Linked DNA regions of Mus musculus: all the other regions are linked to region 1. The links are chromatin contacts, called in public Hi-C maps. All regions are on one chromosome and are shown on one strand. Each heading gives the region's core, a stretch centred on a gene start, on an enhancer-like site or on the middle of the called end of the contact. The rest is flanking DNA. Distances are from core to core; before and after follow the strand shown.

What was found. A called contact is a pair of places that touch in the nucleus more often than the background predicts.
Region 2: a contact with region 1 is called in a Hi-C map of cardiomyocytes, with 2.2 times the contacts expected there. The contact joins the promoter of Acvr1 here to the promoter of Acvr1c in region 1. A contact is called at or near these places in 2 of 39 promoter capture datasets (hippocampal neurons and liver), 4 of 484 Hi-C or Micro-C datasets (cardiomyocytes, cerebral cortex, cortical neurons and 1 more) and 1 of 115 datasets of contacts at active chromatin or transcription factors (forebrain).
Region 3: a contact with region 1 is called in a Hi-C map of Th1 cells, with 4 times the contacts expected there. The contact joins the enhancer-like site here to the promoter of Acvr1c in region 1. A contact is called at or near these places in 4 of 39 promoter capture datasets (the 3T3-L1 cell line, embryonic stem cells, hippocampal neurons and 1 more), 5 of 484 Hi-C or Micro-C datasets (Th1 cells, brown adipocytes, cerebral cortex and 1 more), 3 of 115 datasets of contacts at active chromatin or transcription factors (forebrain, neural progenitor cells and thymic regulatory T cells) and 2 of 9 other capture datasets (adipose tissue and pancreatic islet).

The regions. Positions count from the first base shown.
Region 1 is chr2:58,356,141-58,359,211 of GRCm38.p6, forward strand. It overlaps Acvr1c (activin A receptor, type IC), which reads right to left and starts at 1,618. Exons shown (of 9, transcript NM_001111030.1): 1 at 1,468-1,618. The coding sequence starts at 1,540.
Region 2 is chr2:58,565,263-58,568,333 of GRCm38.p6, forward strand. It overlaps Acvr1 (activin A receptor, type 1), which reads right to left and starts at 1,566. Exons shown (of 12, transcript NM_007394.3): 1 at 1,525-1,566. It also overlaps a transcript of Upp2 not described here.
Region 3 is chr2:58,187,632-58,190,702 of GRCm38.p6, forward strand. It overlaps a transcript of Cytip not described here. Among named protein-coding and RNA genes, the nearest start is that of Gm13546, 25 kb to the left of the region's middle. Within about 2 kb of position 1,475, at least 27 of the 459 cell types and tissues checked have an H3K27ac peak or open chromatin away from gene starts, as enhancers often do. A contact at or near this core is called in Th1 cells and thymic regulatory T cells, where this site is marked.

The DNA of each region.
Region 1 (3,071 bases), core at 368-2,867:
TTAACCTAGACAGACAAGTAGCCAATGCAAACTGTGAAACCTGGAAGCTGCTTTGGGGGTTTTGTAGTTTGGGGTGGTAAATTCTTTTCGGTTGTCAAGAACATACATTCAGCACCCCAAGTTAGCAAAATGCTTGCCCATGTTCTATGAGGACGTTGGCACAGTCGATTTCATTCCCACCGATGAATTTTGTAAGCTCCGACACCCCGCCCCCCAACCATCATCCTCCTGGCTGCAGTAGAGTGATTGCTTTCCTAAAGATGGCTAAAATGTTTTCATCCTCCAATTTTATCACTTAATTCTCTCCAATTATCGCTTTTTAACTTGAATATTGTTCTTGGTAATTCTCTCAGGCCATCTGAAATCTGTACATGACAGCAATCATACGACTCAAAACAATCTCTTGCACATGTCGCCACGAGGAAACTACCCACCCTGAGTATAGCTATTAATGTCAAACAGATTGTCATCTGCAAAAAAAAAAAAAAAAAAAAAAAGCATCAAAATCAGCTTCGGACAAAGTACTGCTTTATGGAAAAACACCAGGTTGTTTTGGGATTTTGGGGGTTTTTTTTTGTTTTGTTTTGTTTTTTTAATGTACAAATGTCTTTAATGTCTGGTTGAAATTTTTAAAGAATGAATTAGGTTGGAACCTGTCCCTGTTCTCTGAAATCCAGGGCAATGTACAGAGTATAGTTCCAGAGCAGACTTTTTTTTTTTAAGCAAAGATACATTTGCCTCAGTTTCTAGTAAACATCGTAAAAGAAACGTTTGGATTCTAGCTCGGGTCGAGGACTCTATTTAGCCTATCGCAACACAGACCTGTTATAAACGCTGGGACGCTTGCCATACCCCCACTTCCGGAAACTGAATTTAAAAAAAAAAAATCATACCTCGAAAGCAACATGCATTGTGAGCTACGCGTACGTAAGCCCCTTTCCTGCCTCCCGAGATTGACACCAATGGCCTTTGGAATATACTTCACCTCCGAAAACTCAGACTAAGTTGCCAACTCCTCCCCCACCATGCTCCCACCCTTGGTGCGTCTCTCTCGGGCTCCACACAGTGCCACCCCCAGAGCGCACCTGCACCCCTCCAAGTCTCTGCAGTGTGAAGTAGTGGCTCCCAGATCCCAGCCAAGCAAGCACCTACAAATGCTCCCCTACTCCCTCTGCTGCAAACTGTCCTCAAATTAATCACCCACCTCAGTCCCACTCTCCAAGCCCCACGTCCCTGTCTCCTTTCCTCCCTTGATGATTTCGTCCCCCAAACACCTGTACACCCACGGCTGCCAGACATCAGGTGCCCACGCTGCGCCCTGCCCTACGCGCTCTCAGCCCACTGATGTTTCCCCATTAGGCTTCCCGGACGGCCACCTGGCCCAGAGTACCTTCCGTCACCTCTGATCACCCGCAGACCGCCCCCACTGCCACCCCCACTAGCTTGGGAAAGAGACACCCACTATACCTGCCGCAAGGTCGGCGGCCAGGGCCACCAGCAGGAGGGCCAGGCTCAGTGCGGAGCCGCGCGCTGGGGTCATGGCCACCCGGCGGCGGTGCAAGGCTTCGGGGTCCCAGAGCGCAGCCCGCAGCGCGGGCCGCTTTGAAGTTCCCGGGGCGCGGGAGGGGAGCGCAGCCGCGACACCCTTCGGAAGTGCGCGGTTGGCTCTAGTGACAGCGGGCGCTCCCCTCCGCCGCCTCCCCCATCCCACGCCCCCCGCGGCTGGCGGCGCGCCGCTCCTGCCACTGGCCCCGCGGGCTGCCTCGAGGGACCGGGCCCGCCCCTGCCGCGCCTCCACGGGTACGGCTGCCAGCCACCCTCCCGAGGGCGGGGCAGGAGACCGAGGGCGGAGGGGTGGCGGGGAGGTGACACCTCTTGTGGGCGAAGAGAAGCGGGCCGCGCCAGGTCCCCGAGATTAGCTTTTCCTTGTGGGGGTGGGAGTGGGGGAGTGGGTGAAGGAGAGCAAAGCCCAGCTGAGACTTTAAAGACACGTAGGACGGCAGCAGCTGCTTTCTCTACAGTCTCCTACAGAAGATCCACCTTTCTAGATCTCTCCACATTCATTTATTCGTCCCCTAAATGTAACTAGCCTGAGCCATGACAACACCACAGGCTGTTCCTCCAGACCTGCCCCACCCTGACAACCCCAGCTCTTGGGTCTGTGAAAGTGCTCTCTCTCTCTGTGACTCCCTGAAAAGGACCCCAAGCACCATTGCCTTCAGACCACACAGCTCTGTTTTACCAAACAAACTCCATTCATTCCTGTCCTCATCTCAAGACTTCATGTGCCCTATAAAAACGATGCACAAAGCTGAGACAACTGTGCCAGGTGGCATAGCCATCTATAATGAGGAATGGAAGTAAAGGACCAGACACAGACACAGACACGTAGAAGGTATCTCTGCAGTTACAGAGTTAGCAACTGGAGGAGGGAGGTAGTTAAAGAAAAGAAAAAGGAGAATTGCTCACCATCACCACCACCACCACCACCACCACCACCAAACTTGCATCCTCCTGCAAAAGCTTACTAACAAATGGCTGCTTCCCATCCAGATCCGGGCCCCAAGATATAAAAGTAGCCATCACCAATTAAATAGAAACAAATATAAACTCCATTTACTCATGCAGCCTGAAAGGGAAAGTGAATGGGATTGTTTTCATTTGAATGACACACAAAACCAAGACTACAAAGCCTGTGCTATCACTGGTGGTAGAAGGCTCCTCCGAAGCGCTTGAGTCACATCAATTAATTTCTTTAGAGTAAGAGATACCTCTTCACCTATCTCAGCACTAAACGGCAAACGTTCTTTCTGAAGCTTGAGAAAACTCTGTAAAGATGCCTTCGCTGTCAAAGGATGATGGCTCTGTTGGAGGCGGGATGCGTGATGGACTTTGAAGCACGAGAGTGGCAGTCCTGGGGGACTTTTGTACCACCAAGGAGGATGAATCAAAACATCCCAGAGTATAAAAAGACTTCATGCTCATTTCATCCTGGATCCAAACCCCCCCCAAAAAAAAAAAAATGGAGATGTGGTACACATCTGAGCCCTTCCAGACACCCACAACTAGAC
Region 2 (3,071 bases), core at 316-2,815, 210 kb after region 1:
AATCACAAAGGGAGGGAGCTGAGCTTAGAACGGTAATCCAGATCCTATGCAGACTTAAAATAACCTTGTGACTGCACTGTCCCCGAGAGTGGCATGGGTGAGGCCTGGGATTCATACTTAAGCAGTGTGCCAACTGTAGAGCTGCATGGCAAGGCACTGTCTGAGGTCAGCACAAGTCTAGTGTCTGCCGCCTGCCCGAGCCTGGGCCCCCGGCCAGCAACCCACCTCCAGAGACTAGTGCCAGGACATACTATAGTGTTTCCATTTAAGGCCTGCCACTTGGATGAGCCCATCTCTGAAGTTTCTTAACACCACCTTTCCAGGAAGAATTTTTTGGGGAAAAGGGAGGTGGTGTCTATTTTTTGCCACCGCCTTCCCTTGGGCTGTCAGAGCAGTCTGCCTCTCAAGAACTGGATCCTTTAAAATCACTGCGTTATGTTTCTATTTGAGGGATTTTTTTCAGAAATTATATATCTATGCAAACAAAAAACATATATATGTGTATGTATATATATATATATGCAATCGCATTAAACATGTATGGGACCAGAGACGTTTCCCATCATCTCACACCAATCGCACAAACCGCAAAGAAGAAAAGCCAATAAAGAGAGCAAATCCAATGCATTACCGTCCGTCTCTCTCCAAACACCAAATTAATGGCAACTTTTTAACCAACACACTTTTCTTCTGCAACAAAAATGGGTGTTTTCTTGCCCAAGTACCTTCCTCCATAGCTCCTCTGCCGTGCAAGGTACGTTCAGATCTCCAGGGGAAGAGGGAGGTAGGGAAGGGTGGGAGACGTAACTGGCACAAACTGGACAGAGCCAAGCCAGTCTCTGAACCAGACAGAAGTCCATGCACGTAGTGAACCCACAGGCCCACAATTCTCCCCAGCGCGCCCAAGGTTCTAGCCTCACTGTTTTGGTTAGTGTCGAAGGAAGGGTTTTAAACTTGGCAAAGTACTATGCAACATCTGTAACCACATCTGCCTTCTGGGGATCGGAAGATGAATCCCACATTCCTGGCTTTGAAGCTTTTTGAAACTGCAGCTAGGAAGGACAGAGGGAGGGAGGGAGTTGAACAGAGTTTATTGGCTGTCTCTCCAGCAGAAAATTCCTCTTGGAAGAGATGGATATTTTGTGGGTGGGGGTGACTGGCCAATCTCTTTAGTCTGCCAAGCTCAGCTTAGAAGGTGAGCCCGGGGCCGTGAGGCCAGATCGATTTATAAGTCCGAGGCGCACACCCTGCAGGAGTTCATCCAACGCACACCCGAACCCCCTACTCCAAGCCTCTGTCCACCCCGGATCCCACCGGCAGCCAAGGCCCTAAGCAAGTCGGTTTCGTTCCGCCGCGGCTTCCCCCCACGTCGAGAGGGCACGCAGCTTGCCGGAGAAAGAATGAAAGCGAGGGGGAGGCACCGAGACGCCCACCCTCCACCTCCGATCCCGGTCTCGCCTCCAGCTAAGCTCCCTCCTCCCTCGGTCCCCAGCTCCGGCGGCGTGGCCGGCGACCTGCTCTCACCTCTGGTCCAGCGGCGGTCGGGTGCTGAACCCGGGGAGGCGGAGAGCTCGAGGCGACCGGGAGCTGCAAGGCGGCGCGGGAGGGCGCGGGGCGGGGCGGGGCGCTGCAGCCGGCGTGGAGCCCGGAACTCCGCGGGCCGCGGGCGGGTGGCCCGGGCGGCGGCGGCGGAGTGCAGCGCGGCGCGGCACGGCGCGGCGCGGGGCGGGAGGCTGGCGGCCACGGGGCCGGGGCGCAGGCTGGCGGCAGGCACCGGGCTGGAGCCGGGGAGACGGCTGTCGCGGGGCGGGAGGCGGAGGGCGGGGAGGAGGGCGGAGGAAACTTGCGGCGGCGCGGGGCTCGGCTGGGGGCGGCGGGGAGCCGGCGGCGGCAAAGTTCCCCCAGCGCTTGGGGGCGGCGGCGGCGGCGGCGGCGACCGGGAGCTGGAGCGGGAGGAGCGGGAGGAGGAGGAGGAGGAAGTGGCTGCGGAGCGCTCGGCCAATGAGTGTCTGGAGCTGTGATTAACCAGGCAGCAACACATCATTTCCTCCCGGCGCGGATCCAGGGAGCCGGGAGGGAGAGGGCCGGCGGCGGGGCGGGGCGCTCCTCGCGCCCCCTGCAGGCGCCCGGCCCCAGGGATTCCGCCCGCCTAGCCATGCTCGCCCGCCGCCCCCGACCCCCGACCCTTCGGGCCGCCCGGGCTGTGGGCTGCTGCGAGCCGGGCTGGCGGGACGCGGGGGAGGCGCGCGGCACGGGGAGCGGCCAGGTAGGCGCGGGCGGGGCCGTCTGGACAGCTCCCGGGGCGCGGGGCGGGCGGACAGCAGGCAGCCGAGCCGGGAACTGCGGGGGCTCCTGCACTCATCTCCAGCCCTGCGTGTCAGGCACAGGGGTGGATACTCAATGCTCCGCCTCAGCCAGGCCATCGTTGCCTTGTCTTCTGATCCCCTTCCACTATGCTCATTTCCTCGCAGGGTCTAGGGTTATGCAAGCGTTTGCCATTTTCGCAGTCGGCTTCCTTGGTAATAAAAATAAGCAAGTCTGGGGGGTGGGGGGGGGGGGGGCTTCTGCAAAAATCCCGCCCTGTCCTAGGCGCCACGGGAGCTTACAGTAGGAAGGAAGGAACATTCTCCGCCGCAGAGAGGCTGACAACTTTGGTCCTTAGAAACACAAAAACACCCCAGTGTGCTAATATTATCTGGAGCATCAAAAAAGGCATGCAAGGATCAAATTTTGCATGGTGCCCGCTTAGTGTTTGGAAGCAGCAAGCCATTTTCTCTGCCCTCTAGAAGCTTATAATGCACAGTCCTATCACAAAGCAAGAGTAAAATCATGACACCAATAAATGGGGAAAACATAAAGTATTTTTTATCCCTACAGGTCCTTTCATGTAGAGGGCATTTATTGGGTCGCTGGCTGCAACACTGCAGAAGGTTGCAAAGGAAGTGGAAGATCGGGCCTTTGCAAAAGCTGCAAACAAGCTAGCTTTACAGGCGTGTGTGTACAAGGAACAGCTAGAAAAGAGCCTTCAGGTGTTGTGTAAGCAAAAAGGCAGAGAAGGTTTTTGGTTCTTT
Region 3 (3,071 bases), core at 225-2,724, 170 kb before region 1:
TTTCTTCTCCCAACTTTATCTGAATTAAGTCCTACGTCCCGTGGTTATCTCTGTGTTTGCTATAAACAATTTGCAAAATACACATGATCCTACCCTCACTCTGTCTAACTTGCCAGCTTCAACTTCTGGTGGTTTCTGGTTCTCCTAACCTACTTTAAAAGCCAACTCGAGTTATGAACACAGACGTTTTCTAAGAAAATGGAATTGCAGGGACTACCTTTTTTTTTTTTTTCTGTGTAACAGTCATTGTAGAATTGCATCACTCAGAACGGTTAAATGTAATGTACAGTTCTTGGTAACATGGAAGGTACAGTGTGCTTTCTGTCTAGGATCAGGTTTCCGGGAAGGGAAGGGCTCTCTGCACCTTCTGAGCTCCTGCCCAGTCACCTCAGAATGAAACACAGTCAGAGCTGTATGTAGTGGTGGCCATTCCTATTTCCAGCACTCAGAGGGCAGAGGATGATGGCTCTCTATGAGTGAAACGCCAGTGCGGTCTACACACTGGGACACCATCTCCAACAAACAAAAAAGTAAATAAAATATTTGCAGCAAGTAGAGGATCAATCAAATAACGCCTATGCTATTATAGTCAACCTCTGTCCAAGGAGTGGAGTTCTATAACATCATTCTGTCCCAAATGATGGAGTCTGCTCTGTCTGGATAACTATAATAGTATTATTTATATCAGATAAGTTTTAATATATTTAATTTTTAAGTCAGACTTAGACTTGCAAGAAGGTAGTGAGTGAAAAGTTGAGAGAGTTCCCATGTGTTCAGTCACCATTGGTGGGCAGCCTCCCCCATTACCAGCATCCTGCCTCACAGTGGTGTAGGACACGCTATCATCACTCCAAGTCCAGAGTTCATACTACCATACATTCACACTTGCTGTTCCACATTCTATGGCTTTGACAAATTCATAATTATGGACAATCAGCATTGTAGCATTGCACAAAATGGTTTCACTACTCTAAAAGTCCTAGGTTCCATCTCATTGATTTTTGCATCCTGCCTAAGCCCTAACCTTTACTGTACCCTAGTATTGCCTCTATCACAATGTCATATTGCTCTGTGTGTGTGTGTTTGTGTGTGTGTGCAAAACCTTTTCATATTGTCTCATTTCATCTAGTAATATGCTGTTAAGTCTTCCCCCGTATTTTTCCTACCCAATAAAAATAGCTGTTCACTTTATCTCTAAATAAAATATGTCTATCATCATTTGTCTATTCATTCACTTGCTGAAGGTTACTGTACTCTCTTCAGTGTTTTCCACTTCTGAACCAAACTCCTCAAACATATGCATGTGTGCATACTTGTGCAAGTGTGTGGAGGGCATGACTTTCAACTGATTTAAAACACAGCAAGTAACAAGTTGTTGGATTTTATGCTAAGACTGTATCTAGTTTAGCAAGAAGCTGCTAGACTCCTCCAATGTAGCTGTGCTATTCTGAATGGCCACCAGGAGTCAATAAAGGTTTCTGTTGCTCTAATTCACTGCCTGAAGATGTTTTGGGTCAGTGTTTGGGGATTGTACCTCCGTGTGTGTGGGAGGGTGAAGGGTTTAAAGGCAATTGTGAAATATTGAGTGTTTTCTATTAATCTCTTCTTGGGGGATGTGTTTTTCATCCTCTTGAATACCAAATTGTATTCTCACTATTGAGTTCTATGGGTTCTCAGAATAGATTTCAACTTGTAACTGACTTTTTCCTTTTTTTTTTTTTTTTTTTTTTTTTTTTTTAGGAACAGGTTCTTACTATATAGCCCAGGCACGGCTCAACATTTAAATCCTCCTGGTTCTGTCTACACATGCTATAAGTATAGATGTGCACACCGATATTTATCTGCATTGTTGTTCTCTTGACAGTGTCTTATAAACATCAGAAAGATTCAATTTTACATCACTCAACATCGGTTCATAAATGCACTTGGGCACATGGAGTCGTGACATCAGGATTAAAATAACGGACAGATGAGAATACCCAGAGCAAGGCAGCCAGGGCAATGGCTCTTCTGCTCTCAACTCCCACCCCAAATCTGCCCTTCTCGTTTTCAGTCAAGTCTTAAAGAAGACTGAGAAGGGGGTGGGGGAAAGACAGCCTGGGTGGAGACAGGAAGGAAGTGCTGCTCAAGTTTTCCATCTGCTCCCAAGGGCAAACCTCTCACCACTGAGCCAATAAGAAAAGCATTCTCAAACCTGTAAGAAAAAGAGCCAGTACTAGCTTCCATATATGCACCTAAAATAGCCTGGGCAATCCTCCTTCACATCTCTAAGGAAAGAAAAAGACTTGGAAAGGAGAGCCCTGAGCTAATCACACGCTGTATCCCAGACTGTGTACACACCACTATCTTCCACCCAAAAGCTTGTGTTTGACTCACAGTTTTGGAGTGGATACCTTTAAATGGGCTGAGATTGAAACTTTCATAAAACTGAATTGTGTTGTGTTTCTGTTTACTATAGAAAGACAACACCTCAAGGATCTGCCAAAAGAAAAGATAAACTTGGCAAAGTTTAAGTGATTAGAAGAGAAAATGTTACTTCTAATACCTGTGCTCCTGGCAAGTTGACTATATAGTAAACTCATTAATAAAAGTAGAAACATCATGAGCTGAAGAATCACAAGAAAGACTGGAATTAGTCCCTTGGCTATTAACATGACATTTAGACAACAAGATGAAGCAGAAACTCTAAATCAAAGATCAAGCTATGAAGATTTGACGATGACAGGACTCAGAAACGCAGAGTCACAAGAGTGAAAACAGGTTATAGAATAGGAGAGCAATGGATTTAAATTTTGACTCTAATTTGAGGTAGAGAGGAATAATATATATATATATATATATATATATATATATATATATATATATATATATATATAATGTACAAACACATTCAAACGAGTACAATAATATGACTCATAGAACAGCAAAGCTCTGGCAAACCCTAATGATGTCCAGCCCTAAGGCAGGCTTCTAATTTTCAAGGCAGGGTTTGACATAAGGAAATGTGCTACCTAGGAAGTCCATAGCTTTGCATCTAACAGGCAATGGGCCTGGGTTAGAAAGATGTAAGG